Linked DNA regions of Pan troglodytes: region 1 is linked to region 2. A link is a contact called in public capture Hi-C data. All regions are on one chromosome and are shown on one strand. Each heading gives the region's core, a stretch centred on a gene start, on an enhancer-like site or on the middle of the called end of the contact. The rest is flanking DNA. Distances are from core to core; before and after follow the strand shown.

Region 1 (7,275 bases), core at 4,723-7,222, 1.0 Mb before region 2:
GTTAATAATAATGTGTCAATATCAGCTCATCAATTGTAATAAATATATCATACCAACGCAAAATGTTAATAAGCATGAAAATTTTGTTGGTGGGGAGAGATGGATTATGGGAACTCTACTTTCTGCTTAATTTTTTTTACAAAGTTGAAACTGCTCTAAAAATCTATTTTAAAATATGTGCATTTTATTAAGAATTTTTGGAGAAAAATTAGTTCAAAGTATGACATACTAGAATCAGCAACGACCTCAGGAATATGTATCTAGTTTTAAAACAATCTTTGAAAACAGAGAAATCAGAGAAACACTAGGTACGGTTACCATATTATTGGCAAGATGTGTAACTGGAGCTTTTCCATTTAGAGCATTTTCTGTTAATATAAAGAAGACCACAGCAAAAGGAAAAGAAGGGATTTATGCTGAGAGAACAAAGCCCTCTGAGTTCATCACCTCTGTGTACATCTTCTAACAGCCAAAGAAACTAAATATGTCATGGATTATTCAGATCAACACTTTGAAAATCAATGTAGTCCCAAAGCTTATGTCCTTCTTCTGAGTTTCCCCAGGGTCTACACCAAAAGTAGCATTTGATCTCTTGAATAAACAGATAGCCTTTGTTTGTGACTCCAGATCAAAGCTAGTACACAGATGGGGAATCTCATGGGAAAGGAAGTAGAAAGGATTCATGGCTTATACTAAGCTGGCTCTATATTTTCTGACTTCCTGAGTGTCTATAAAAATGTACTAAATCACCTGGCTATCGACATCACTGTACAAAAATACTTTAGATATTTCTCTTTATATTTAGGTCTTGGAAAAAAGTAAAAACCAGCATTGATGCTTTCATAAGCTTCTCTCTTTGCTATCCTCAATAGATATAATCTTTATTATTTCATTACTTTGGTTATAGTGAAAATGCCTTTGCAAAAAATTATATCAGTGAGAAAAATTATAACAGTGAACTGAACTAACCCACCCCCTCGCCCCCATCTTGCCTTCCTTTAATTACTCCTGAGCTACTGGGCCAAGCTAACTTTGGAAGACATTTAGGCATTTAATTTAAATGATAACAGACCTTGCCCAAAACTCAACCACTTTCGTAAATCTAATGGAGGCCATCAGGCTTGTGGGGAGGAGGGGCTCCTGAGTCCTGCTAAGGTGCAGACATAAAGGACTGTCAGCCATTATTCCAGAAGTTATAAGATATGCAACTTCCCCAGTTACTCCTGCAAATAATACCACTATTGCACATTGGCCTTTTGAGATATCTTTCCAGGTTTTTTGCATGTCTGATACCCATGGTTCCACTCGGACCAGATGGTTCCACCTGGACTGCCAACCCCACTCTCGTGGCCCCACCCAGAAGTGACAGCCTGCAGGAGGACAGCTTCCACCCCCTGTGATTTCATCTCCACCCTAACCAATCAGCAGCAGACACCTGTTACCTGGCCATTCCCACACTTTCCCCTAAACTGCCTTTGAAAAACCCCTACCGTAGAAGCTTTAGAGAGGTTTTGACTAAGAATTCCACCTTCCATGTGGTATGGCCAGCCTTCTGTCTTTTAAACCCTTTCTCTACTACAATGCCATGGTCTTTCTTTATGCAGCGGACAGCAAGAACCCCTCAGGCAGTTACAATAAAAACGTTATGTTGGTACTATATTATGCTGATTAAAGGCAGTTGGTAATGTCCCCAAGAGTGTGTCATTAAATCACTCATGAAATTCTGAGTCTCCTTTTATCTAAATTTGGTGAAAAACAGTGCATCCTGTATGTGTATGAATGTGTGTGTATGCACATACATGCCAATGGGTGTATGTTGCTGAAGTTGATTACATTTTAGCTAGTTTGGTACCTGCTTGCCATTACCATACAAAACACAATAAAAGACTCTTCTAAAAACACATAAAATACAGTCAAGTGGCTACAAGAAAAGGCATACATCAGTAAGACACCGTGGGCTTCCCTAGGAAGAGTGTAGCTATGGGAAAATATGTTTTGTGCTCTTGAAAGCACACTGACAAAATGAACCTTTGGACTACAGGTTATTCTGAAGATAGAGACAGCCTGGAGGTACAATTCTCACAGCAGTGTGAGAGTAAAAAACAATTCTTAAATCCCACAGCTAGTTACTGGTTATATCTGCTGTCTAGGTCACCTGCTCTTCAGTTCACTGCTCTTTCTACTAAATTTTGCTGCTTTTGTTCTTGCTTTCTCACCTACCAAATCATATTTGACAAGTACCGCTTAAGGTTACCATTGCAGATCATTAGAGTTCATTTCCCTAGCACCTCAAACCAAAGGGAAATAGGATAAAGAAAATGAAGAAAAAAATAAACCCTTGGGTTCAAAGGAAAGTGCAGAGGGCCATGCCTTTCTCAGGGCTATAGACACCATTAATTCATATAGCTCCAGAATAAAATAAGCAGTCTGTGCTGCTGATATGACTATTTTTCTTCTAAAATTGTGTGCCTGGATCTAATATTGCTATCATGACTTTGTGTTCTGATCTTCTGTTTTATTTTTAGATTACTGAGCTTTTAGAGCACTTTGGTGTTATATGGAGAAACAACGTGGTATGTGTGCTCTTCTCTTCTATATAGAAAAGTAAAGAACCTTGAGTCTCTAAGAAACTCAACTGCTGTGTCTGAACTTGTCTATATGAAGCTTTACTTTCTTTACTTTCTTTCCCCTTTCAATTTAGTACTACAGCTCCCCGTAATTTCTTTTGCAGCTTCCTTTAGCCAACTAAATATTTGTCAATTCTGTCTCCATTTTTTATTATCCTTAACTCACACAAAGGGAAGCAATTCTTTTAAAATGAAGAACTTCATAATTTGAGGCTTGAATTCCTACAGAGGGTAATGTTGAAACTTTTAAACAAAGTAATCTACATCTGACCCGTACATGAAATGGGGTTATTATCAACTCATTTTATGAGGTTGTTACTATTTGTAAATCAAGGTTAATAACAATGTTGATTATGGATCAGATAATGCATGTAAATGACCTTGAACAGCATGTGATATACAGTAACTGCAAACTAAATGCAGTCTATTGTTGTTCTTCATTCTCCCATTGCTCCTCCAAATTCCTTTTCTACCCTTCTCTGTCCTGTTTCATGCCCTGGGAGGTTGCTGTCTGTGGAATGCAACACTTGAGCAAACTTGTCCGTGGCTTTCTGTTGGCTGCCCCTGGGAGGCATTCCAGGACATCAGACAGCAGGAGGAGAGAGTATTTGAAGTATTTATCACCCCTACACCTGAGTTGCTTCCATCAAGTAGCTAACATCAGTTATCTTGAGTCACAGGCCTGTACGTGGCTCATCTATGATACTAACTCTCACTCACTCAGTTCACATTCCTCCCTAGGACCAGGCTCAAGACTGCTTTTAATGTTGCTAGTCTCTTGGTTGTCTCCTGTTGGTTCCATGTATTCGGTCCATGAAACTATAGATAATCCTTCATGAAACTGTCTTCAATCAAGCCTTTTCAGTGTATCATTTGATCCCTGCTATGAATTTGAATTCTATAACAATAATAAAAATTACCACCTCTACAACCACCAGTACTAGAAAACCAGTACTAGAAAACCACTTGTGTTGTTATAAAAACTACTACTACTGTTACTACTACAATTACTGTTATTAATGCTAGTACTACTGCTGCTGCTACAATTACCATTACTGAAGTGGAATAATACCAGCAATAACAATAATGCCACTGTGCTAGTATGAGGATGAGGTGAAACGAGAAATTATATTTATTTTCTTCCACAAATAAAAGCATTCCAACACCACGCCTTTCAAATTTAGGGCACCAATCATTTAATTTATTTTATTTTCCTGTATTTCTGGCAACTATTTTCATTTTCTTTTTCCTTCACTCACTGTCTAGGCAGGATTTCCCTTCTATTCCTACAACCACAGCTCATTCCACAGAAGAGTCTTTCCTTTTTGTCCAAATAAGTAGAAATAAATCAGTAGGGTAGTTTCATATTTTTAGTTACTTGACTAACCATTCAGTAAGTTAGGCGATATAATCGTAGACAGGAAATCATCACAAAGACATTTGTGACATGCTTCACCTTGATTTCATATTTTCTTTAACTTTTAATTCATTACTGTTCAAAATAGATTCCATCAAAGAAATATCCAATTGATATGATAAATACAATGTTTTATTGGACACATCTGTCTTGAACTAGTCATGTTAAATCATCTTAGCTATATTGTCACTTCTATGAATCTTTAAAATTCCTATATTGTTGTTCTCAGTGGCATCAGGTGATACATCTTAACTGCAAAGTGCCCTGTGTTCAAAACTCCAATTTTTCTATATCCTTATTAGAATTAGTATTTCAGCAAAAGTGCACCCAGCTTAATTTTAAAAATCTGTTCTGTCACATAGATTCCTTATTTTTTTTTATCAAGCGTCATTAATACAAGAAAAAAAATTCCGTAATATAGTGAGTGTTTTGATTGACACTCCTGCCTCATTCCATTTGGCAAGTTTAAGTATTTTATTATGCCATAGACATGCATCTTTTTATATGGTTGTAATTGTGATAGGCATATAAATGACAGTATCAAAATTGTTCTTGTTTGGGAGTCTTGTTAGTTTGAAGCAGATGTCAAAATCTCCCTTCTCTAAAAATTATTAATTCCATCTTAACTCCTCTCCTGCACAAATTTTGGCAAATTGTGTTTTCCTCTACTTTTCATTTAGGAGTCCTGGAATTATATTTGCTCAATGATCAATTGACCTAACCCTACCTCGATCTTCTCCAATAAATTCTCTCATAAATTGCAAACAAGTATTTACTTAAACAAGTATTTACTAAAAGCAGCCTTTTTAAGATTTTTTCTCTATTTCCTTTTTTCTCTCCTCTTTCTAGCATCTTAAGCCATCCTTTTTTGAGCTCGAACAGGTCCTTTTAAAATGCCACTTCAGATTTTCTCTGGGTTACTATTTTTCAAAAACACCTGCAATAAGGAATATTTATTGACCACATACTTTAGGCGAGGCAGTGGGCTGGGTGCCTGGGATAAAATCATGACCAGAACCTGAAATAGGTTTTGCCCTCAAAAATTTAGAGCTTAATAAGAGAACAGCACTAGTCACATAATCTCACAAATGCATGTAAAATTATAATTAGAATAATGATTAAAAATATGTATTTTGTAAGAGTATATAGCAGAGTAGCCTCACCTGATCTGTATAAACAGGGTAAGCAAGTGTAGAAACCAGAGAAAGTTCTGTAAGCCACAATGAATATTTTTCTCTGTTTTGCTTAGAGCATTGAAAGTCCAATTAAAGATTGTAAAAGGGTGAAACACGAGCAGACTTGCCATTTTAAAATTTAACTCGGATTTCCATTTTATAAGTGATGTAATGGCAAAATGGATGCAGGAGATCATTTAAGTGGCAATGCTCTGATTCTAGGTGGTTTTTTGTTTGTTTGTTTGTTTGTTTTTTGTTATTGAGACAGAGTCTCGCTCTGTCGCTCAGGATGCAGTGCAGTGGCGCTATCTTGGCTCACTGCAAGCTCCGCCTCCCGGGTTCACGCCATTCTCCTGTCTCAGCCTCCCGGGTAGCTGGGACTACCGGCGCCCACCACCACGCCGAGCTAATTTTTTGTATTTTTAGTAGAAACGGGGTTTCACCTGTTAGCCAGGATGGTCTCCATCTCCTGACCTCGTGATCCACCCGCCTCGGCCTCCTAAAGTGCTAGGTCTTTCAGTTATCGATTGCTTCATCACAAAACACCTCCAAACTTAGAGGGATAAAACAACCACCATTTTGTTAAGCTCCTAAATTCACACAGAGACACAGGAAATAAAGCTTTTCTCTGCTTTAGACTATCTGGGCCTCAGCTGAGAAGACTAGAATAACTGCGGGTGACTCCCTGAGCTCAGAGCTGAAGTCGTGTGGAGGCTTTTCCACCAACACCTGGTCCAGGGTGACTTGAAGGTGAGCACAGCTGGCTTGTGGCCAGAGCAACTGCACACGTCCTTTGCACGGGGAGTTGGCTTCTAGTCAGACTGCTTATGCGGTGACTTCAAATTCCTGTTGTAACGATTCCCAGTAAACAATAGGAAGCTGCTGGGCTCTTTATGACTTGTCCTTAGAAGTAACATGGCATCACTCCTACCCTGCTCTGTAGGTCAAAGTCTTCACAAGCTCAGTGAAATTCAAGGAGAAAGGACCAAAATTCCTACAGCTTAATGGAATAAGTGTCAAAAAATTTGAAGCCCTGTTTTAACTTTCACTATAATCAACAGGTAATGCTAATTGGGATTACAGAAGTTAATATAACCAAAATAGAGTATATTTGAAGAATATTGGCAGGCTTTTATGACGTAACAATGTCCTTGATTCATTCCTGATACCCATTTTTGTTTGTTTTCATTTTCTTAAAGCATTCTTTCTACAGGTTTAGAATTGCATTGATCTTTGCAAAACATCAACTTTTGTATTTGTTAGCTGTTTCTATTATTAATTTCTTTTCTATTTCAGTAATTGTTATGTTTATTATTTCCTCCCTTCTCCTTACAGGGATAATTTGCAGATCGTTTGCTAACTCATTAAAACGGTTGCTTAGAACTTTTATTTCAGCCTTTGTATAAAATGTATATTTCAGCTCTACATTTATGCTTAAGGTCTGTCTCAGTGACATTTTTCCAGTTTTGATATGTAGCATTTTAATGTTCACTTATTAAAAATATTAAATCATTTCCATTGTGAGGTGTTTTTTTTGACCACAGACTTTAAAAGTGTATCTGTTAATTTCCAAATATATAAGGATCTTCTGTTTACTTTTCTGTATTAGTTTTTACCTTAACTGTGGTCAGAGAGCATAACGTATGTTGTCAGTGCTTTGAAATGTGTTGAGACCTGCTTTATATCTCAGTACAAGTTATTTTCATCAGTGTTTCATGAATTCTTAAAAAGAATAAGTATTTTGCGATTTTTGAGTTCAATTGTTCTGTATATGGCAGTCAAACAATTTAGTTTATTATGCTTTCAAATCCTCTACATTTTTGCAGATTTTTCTGCTGCTCCTTTTTTACTGAGAGCTTAAAATATCTTACTGATTTCAGAATTGTTAAATTTTTTTTAGTCAATAGTTTTCTGCTGTATACATGTAATACTGTATAATTAGATATATAGAAAATTGTATCTTCCTGGTTAATTGACACTTTTGTTATTTCCAATGTCTCGATTTAAAATAATGCTTTTTGCTTTTTGTCTGATATTTAGTATAACTCACTCTTTC
Region 2 (6,638 bases), core at 2,174-4,673:
GGGAGAAGGAAGCTATACATCATCCATATTCTCATCGTCAGTTTAAATTTAGAAAATGAGTTGAAAAGAGAGAAGACCTTGCTCTTTACCTAGACAAGAAAGTCTGAATGGCAGTTCTCTAAATGACAACTTTCATCCTTGTCCTTTGCTGAACTCTACTTCATAATGAATCATGTTATTTGCCAAAGAACACGACCCAGGGGTATCAGCAAGAAAGAAAACCTGAGGTTACGGCAGTTCAGTGCACCAGTGGGTGCAGACCAATTACATGCCAGGCCCCGTGCTGACAGCTGAAGATCCTGAGAGGAGCAACGTGCTGCTGCTGCCCTCAGGAACTGACACCCTCCTCGGAAGCCACGTGCAGACCGGCTGTTGCAATGCACTGTGGTGGCTGCAGTGCCAGCGCAGAGACTGCAGATACACGCAGGTGCTCCTCTAGACCTCAGCCTTCCAGGGAGGCCTCCTGGAGGAGGGCTGACATTTGAGTAAAAGCATTTCAGGGCCTCATTTACCTGGCTGTAACACCAGAATCATAAGGTGCTTCTGAAAAGCTGGTGCCCAGGCTTCTTTCAAGAACCAACGAATCAACATTTCTAGAGATCTAACTTTTGAAAAGATTGATGTCGGTGGATTCTGATGAACACAGAATCAGAACTGAAAAAGACTGAATGAGCCAGTGAGAGAAGGGTGGGAAAGGGTTTGCAAGGAAGAGAGAGCAGCTATGGCAAATGCAAGGGGCCATTACACAGCAAGGTGACCACTGGGTGGACCTGGAAGGGAAATCAGAGCCAAGGGAGGAGAGCTGATGCAGTGAGGCTGGCAGGTGATGTAAAGAAGCCTGCACTTTCCTGTAGGGGAAGGGGAATCCCAAAAGGTATCAAATGGGGGCAGTTGTGAGGTAATTTTTTTTTTTTTTTAGAAAGATTGTTTTGGCGGAAGGATTTAAATGAGGGCAAGACATGAAGTTGAAAAGCCTGTAGATGGTGATGTTATAAATTACTATTTTACAAAGGGGAAATATCTATTTATATATTTTAGTGGAAATCTAGAAAATAAACATTAAGCACCCAATTGAGCAGAAGACAGTTATCAGACTATTTTGCAAACAACGCCTCGCGTTAGAGATAGCAAAAAGCAAAAGATTTCGCACCAAGTTACCTGGGTTCAAATTGTGGCTCTGGCACTTCCTAGTTAAGTGACCCTGTCTAAGTTATTAAATCTCTCTGAGCCTCAGTTTCCTCATCTATAAAATGGAGAATGTAGTACCTAGCTCTCACGATTGTTTTGAGAATTAGAGTGGATGACATATAATCTAACTACAATGACTGGCATATGATAAACACAACAGAAATGTTAGCTGTTGCTGTGTTATTCACAACAGCATCATCATAATTCGACAAAATATGTTTGCTCTTCAGTTATGGGAAAAGGTTCTAGAAAATTCTAAGAATTCCTCTGAATTTGTTTTCAATGTAAAATGTTTTGGATACCCATCCTGTCCACTCACTGTCCTCAAAATTCCCCATTTTACCAGGTGCTAACAACTTTAAAAAAAATACTTCCAAAAAGACAAAGTTTAATTTGAAATCACCAGAAATGACTAAGAAGACTATAATTAAAGCTCTCTGTAAACCTGAGGAAAGGACTGCTGAATTCCTGGTGCAATGTCAGAGACCAGTGTAAATATCCCAGATCTCAAACTCTGGTATTGAGAATCCAGGATGTTTTCTATTATGCCAGCATAGCAGTCTTTCATCATTACTTTAAACTTTCATAAGAAAGAGATTTATTCGTTTAAATAAAACATACATATTGACAATCTTCCTTCAAGTTCCCAATTTCACTCTTGAATCTAAAGGGAAAAACCACAGCTGGGGGATGAGCTACCAAAGAGGGCCACCTAGTGTAAAATAAGCAGACTGTGATTTATTATTTTGAGGGCTTAATATAAGAACACGGGGTGAAAGCAGAATATACTATTGAAAGTGACAGTGATATGCCACACAGCTCTATTATACCAAGAGTGGTCGCCAGATGGTCTCCATTTCCCGTGATAACTAAAGAAAAGGTACATAAATGCTAGCAGGCAAATACAGGTCAGATACAAAGAGCCAAATTATGTCAGTGACAGAAATCCTCAAACAGGAGGCTGTGGAATCTATCTTCTCAACGAGATCTTTTAGATAAAATACCTGTTTGTCTGAATGATTTATGCTCAGTGCTGTGTGGAAGCATCAGGGCAGGATTAGATCACTGGTTCTTGAGCTTTTTATCTGTAATCCTTGCTCTCTTTCCCATGATCCCAAATCATTAAAAACAAACAAAAACTGTAGGTTCATCACCACTATAGTGCATGCCACCATTGGGTACAGTGCCTTGAACACAGCAGGCATGGAGATTAGCAACTATTTTTAGCAAAGAGTAAAGGCTAAGAAAGAAGAATGATACAGAGGAGAAAACTCCTATGGCTTAAGATTTCCAAGGGTTACATTACAGGCATCCTGGCCTGTGTAAACACTTAATTTAAGGTGTTCTCACAATTTATACCTTGACCCTACTGCATACACCAACCTAAAAACTAAAAACTTCAGCATAGGAAACAGAACTTCTTCCCTCTATAACCCAATGCAAACTCGGTTATCCTAGAACAATTGGATAAGCCTAACACTCCTTCCCGAGTAGGCCTTTTGAATAGCCAACTTACAGAACAGAATGTTTTTCCCCATCAGCATTCAAAACTTGAAAGCCATATTACATTTGCTCAATTGTCCTTATTCCCTTTAAGTGTGCAAGGGAATGGCTCAAAGCTAATTAATGCCTCCCAATGTGAATTACTGTAGCTGTGTGCTCTTTAATCACAATAATGAATCATTTGCCATCCCCCAACCAATGCAACTGCAATAAGTAATCCTCTCCAAATTTTAAATTAATTTTAATCCTTAGACACTCATAAGTAAGCCTTCCGCTTCTTCCCTTATATATAAAGCAACAGTCCACTTCCCTCCAGTGCCACTGCCTCTTCCCTCTTGACTTAGCTGACTGCACAATTGTCACTCTTCTATTTATTTAGCAAAGATGTACTGAGGGCCTATCATATGCCAGGCACTGCTGAGCATACAGTGATGAACAAAAACATGCTCTCAAAGAACTTCTAGTCCATTGGGGTAGGCAAACTGAGGTAAAGGCCAGGAAGGAAAACAACACAGAATTTTGATGGGGGGGGGGGCGGGATGGGTAAGGGTGGTCAGGGAAAGTTTCCCGCATCCAGAAGTCACACCAGAAAGGACATCTAAAGGAAGAGTAGAAGATACCAGGCACATAAAAGTAAGGGCTAGAACAGAACAGCTTCCAGGGAGAGGAAGAGCATACACAAAGGCCTGCTGGCAGGAGGAGGCCTGGAGAAATGCAAATAGCAGCTCAGTGCAGAGGTGCAGAGCGAGAACAAGAGCCTGTGGTATGAGGCTGGGCAGGCGGGCAAGGCCAGACCACCCAGGGCTTTGCCTGTTCTTTAGAAACTATCTGAAGAGCAACTGTAGAGAGTTAAGCTGGGATAGGATGATCATTCAGTCAAAGCATACTTGCTGAGCACTGATATGCCAGGTACTTCCCAGGGACCAAGGAATCAGGAATGGAGAAAACAAACAAAAACCCTGGCTTTCATGGAGTTTACACTCTGATTGGAGAAGACAGAGAGTAAACAAGTACATTACATACTATATGCTAAGGAGGAGAAAGGCATGAGAGGTTCCAGGCTGAGAAGGTGTGCTAGAGACAAGGGGAAGTGGTTGCCTATTTATTCAGGGTAGGTTAAGGAAGGCCTTATTGATAAGATGACATCTGAACAGAGACCTGAAGGAGGTGAGCGATTTGGCTGTATAGATTACCAGGAGAACAATACTGCAGCCAGATAAAATGCACTGCAAAGGCCCTGAGGCAAGGGCTTGCTTAGTGTCCTGCAGGAACTGGCATACAGGCCAATGTGAAGAGTCTTATGAAAAACAGTCAGAGATAGGGAGCCAGTTCATATAAGGTGACTGTAACAACATTGTCTTTTACTCTTGAGATGGGAAGGTTTGGGAGGTTTTGTGCAGAAGAGGAATGTAATCCGGCTTCTCTTTAAAAATGATCCCTCTAGATGTGCTGAAAATTGACTGGGGCGCGGGGTATGAATCATTTGGGAGGTTATGGCTAATAATCTGGACTACAGTGGCTCAGACCGGGTGATAATCATAAAAGTGGTCAGAATCTACACAGAACTTAAACAAATGTACAAGAAAAAGGAAAGGGAAAAGGCCAAAGACACAAATTAGGAAGTAGTGTAAAGATGTATTCAAAGCCATGAGACAGAATGAGATCACTTACGGAGCAGAAGTTGACAGAGAGGAGGTCTGACGACTGAGAACTGGGCCACTCCAATGTTAAGAGGTGGAGAGAGGAAGAGAAACAACCAAATGGGACTGAAGATGAATGGCTGGTGTCGTCACAGTGTAGTCACTGTAGATGAAAGGCCAACGTAGATTTGTTGTGAAGAGACTCCTTTGACTACAGCATGTAAAATGGATTGGGCAGGGGCATGAGTTGACATAGGAAGACGAGGGTAGGAAGCTGCAAAAATGACTTCACAAAGGCCTGAGATCTGGGCCTCTTGAAGGATTTCTGCCTGAGAGGCTGTCCATCTCTCAGAGTTCAAAAATGCCCGTAAGAACAGCAAAGGCAGGCTTTTCAAATATTAGGATACATCCAGGAGACACCTGGGGACTCCAGGAGCCCACTCCTCTCACGGGAAGATGCTGCATTGCCTTATGTTTTGCATGAACACAACCTTCAGATTCCTATCCTTTGCAATTTAATAAACGTCACTTCTTTCAACTGGGTCTCTATCAATCACACTGTAACTCTGTGTGTGTGGTGTGTGTGTGTGTGTGTGTGTGTGTGTCACAGAGAGAGAGAGAGAGGGAGACAGAGAGAGAGAGACAGAGAGAGAGAGAGACACAGAGAGAGAGAGAGAGAGACAGAGAGAGGAGAGTCTTGCTCTGTTGCCCAGCCTGGAGTGCAGTGGTGCAACCACAGCTCCTGGGCTCAAGCGATCCTCCCACTTCAGCCTCCCAAGTAACTGGGGCTACAAATGCATGCCACTCTACCAAGCTAGTATTTTATTTTATTGTAGAGATGGAGTCTCATTATGTTGCACAGGCTGGTCTTAAACTCCTGGGCTCAAGCAATCCTCCCAGGTTGGCCTCCCAAAGTGCTGGGATTACAGGCATGAACCACCATACCTGGCCCTTGTAACGTATCGATAGTTATGCAGAAATTAAACTGCAGTGGTCCAGGTGAGTAAGGCAGGTAGGGAGGATGTGGGTGACAGAAAAAAGCTCATAAGGAAGAGGATAAATTCAAGAAATACTCGAGGAGTAACACTGTCAGGGCTTGTGAATGGACTGGGATATAGAAAAGGGAGATAGAGAGAGGCATTCAAGATGTCTCCTAGGTTTCTGACATGCAACACTGAATGGGTGGTGCCGCCATTCAATTACTCAGGGAATACTGGACAAGGACCCAGGCAGGAGACTACAAATTCAGTCTTACACATGTTGAGATGTTGAGAAGGCAGCTAGGGCTGGAACTCAGAAGGGGGACAGGACTGAAGAGATCAGTTTAGAAGTCATCTGCCAGTAAGATGAAACTGATGACACACATTGAAAAGACTGGTAGGAGAGTCTCTATTAAAAAAAGAACATGGCCTAAGAGTGAGCATTTTAGACATGGACTGTTTATTAGCTGTGAGACTAAGATGTGTCTGCAAAGCAGGCTGAGAAAGAGTAGCTAAAGAGGAAACCCAGGAAAGTGCACCGTGACAGAAGCCAACAAAGCTTGTGTTTCAAAAAGGAGGAGGGAGCAGCCATGTTAATGTTAATGGGAGTTGGTATCTGTTAGAATCTGCATTTAGCTTATTCTTTGTCTTTGTCTTGCCCGCAGATCTGCTGATCCTGCTAATTTCTACCAAAGCATTCTTTGAATATAACTCAAAAAGCCTTCACATAATTTTATCATTTGTCAACATCACTGTAATAAGCTAGTCAAAAACTTTCTAATATTAAGACAGCAGGGCTGTTAAATACATTTTGGATAAAACTACACTTCTGGCATTGAAGTGACTTTGGAAAGAACACAGAACTAGAGTCTCTCATCTAGTCCTAGTTTTACCTTTCTCTAGATCATGGACAGGACTCACGCCTTTCTGAGTTTTGGTTTCTGTACTGTTCAATGCTGGGGGTGGGGGAGTGGGGTGGGAGGGGAAATGTACACGGTCAGCAGGTGGGAAACAATAAACTTCCCATCTCTATAAGATCTTAGCATTCACAATTAATTTTGTAGGAATACCAGGGGAAATGTGTGTATTTAAAGCAAACATTTTCAAAAGTGGCCTCTATAGGGCCCTAAGATGAATTACTATTTCAAACTATTTAGTTGGTTTGGCCATTTCTCGGGCCAACCAGATACTCTGACACGTATGAAGTGTCAGAGGATATTGAACATGCAATTTATTGTTTTTCTAATGAACAGTAAGATACTATAGTTCATTTCTCAAAAATGTTTATAGTTTATGAATTTAATATTAAGTCATGAAAAAGATACTT

Evidence for each region. Capture Hi-C pulls out chosen DNA fragments and counts their contacts.
Region 1: a capture Hi-C map of stem cell-derived neural stem cells shows a contact between it and region 2, with 5 times the contacts expected there. The contact joins two enhancer-like sites. A contact is called at or near these places in 1 of 7 Hi-C or Micro-C datasets (stem cell-derived neural progenitor cells) and 1 of 1 other capture datasets (stem cell-derived neural stem cells).

The regions. Positions count from the first base shown.
Region 1 is chr4:82,364,133-82,371,407 of NHGRI_mPanTro3-v2.0_pri, reverse strand. No RefSeq gene overlaps it. Among named protein-coding and RNA genes, the nearest start is that of CDH6, 780 kb to the right of the region's middle. Within about 2 kb of position 5,972, at least 1 of the 24 cell types and tissues checked has an H3K27ac peak or open chromatin away from gene starts, as enhancers often do. A contact at or near this core is called in stem cell-derived neural stem cells, where this site is marked.
Region 2 is chr4:81,364,181-81,370,818 of NHGRI_mPanTro3-v2.0_pri, reverse strand. All of the region lies in intron 27 of DROSHA (drosha ribonuclease III), which reads right to left. Among named protein-coding and RNA genes, the nearest start is that of DROSHA, 120 kb to the right of the region's middle. Within about 2 kb of position 3,423, at least 3 of the 24 cell types and tissues checked have an H3K27ac peak or open chromatin away from gene starts, as enhancers often do. A contact at or near this core is called in stem cell-derived neural stem cells, where this site is marked.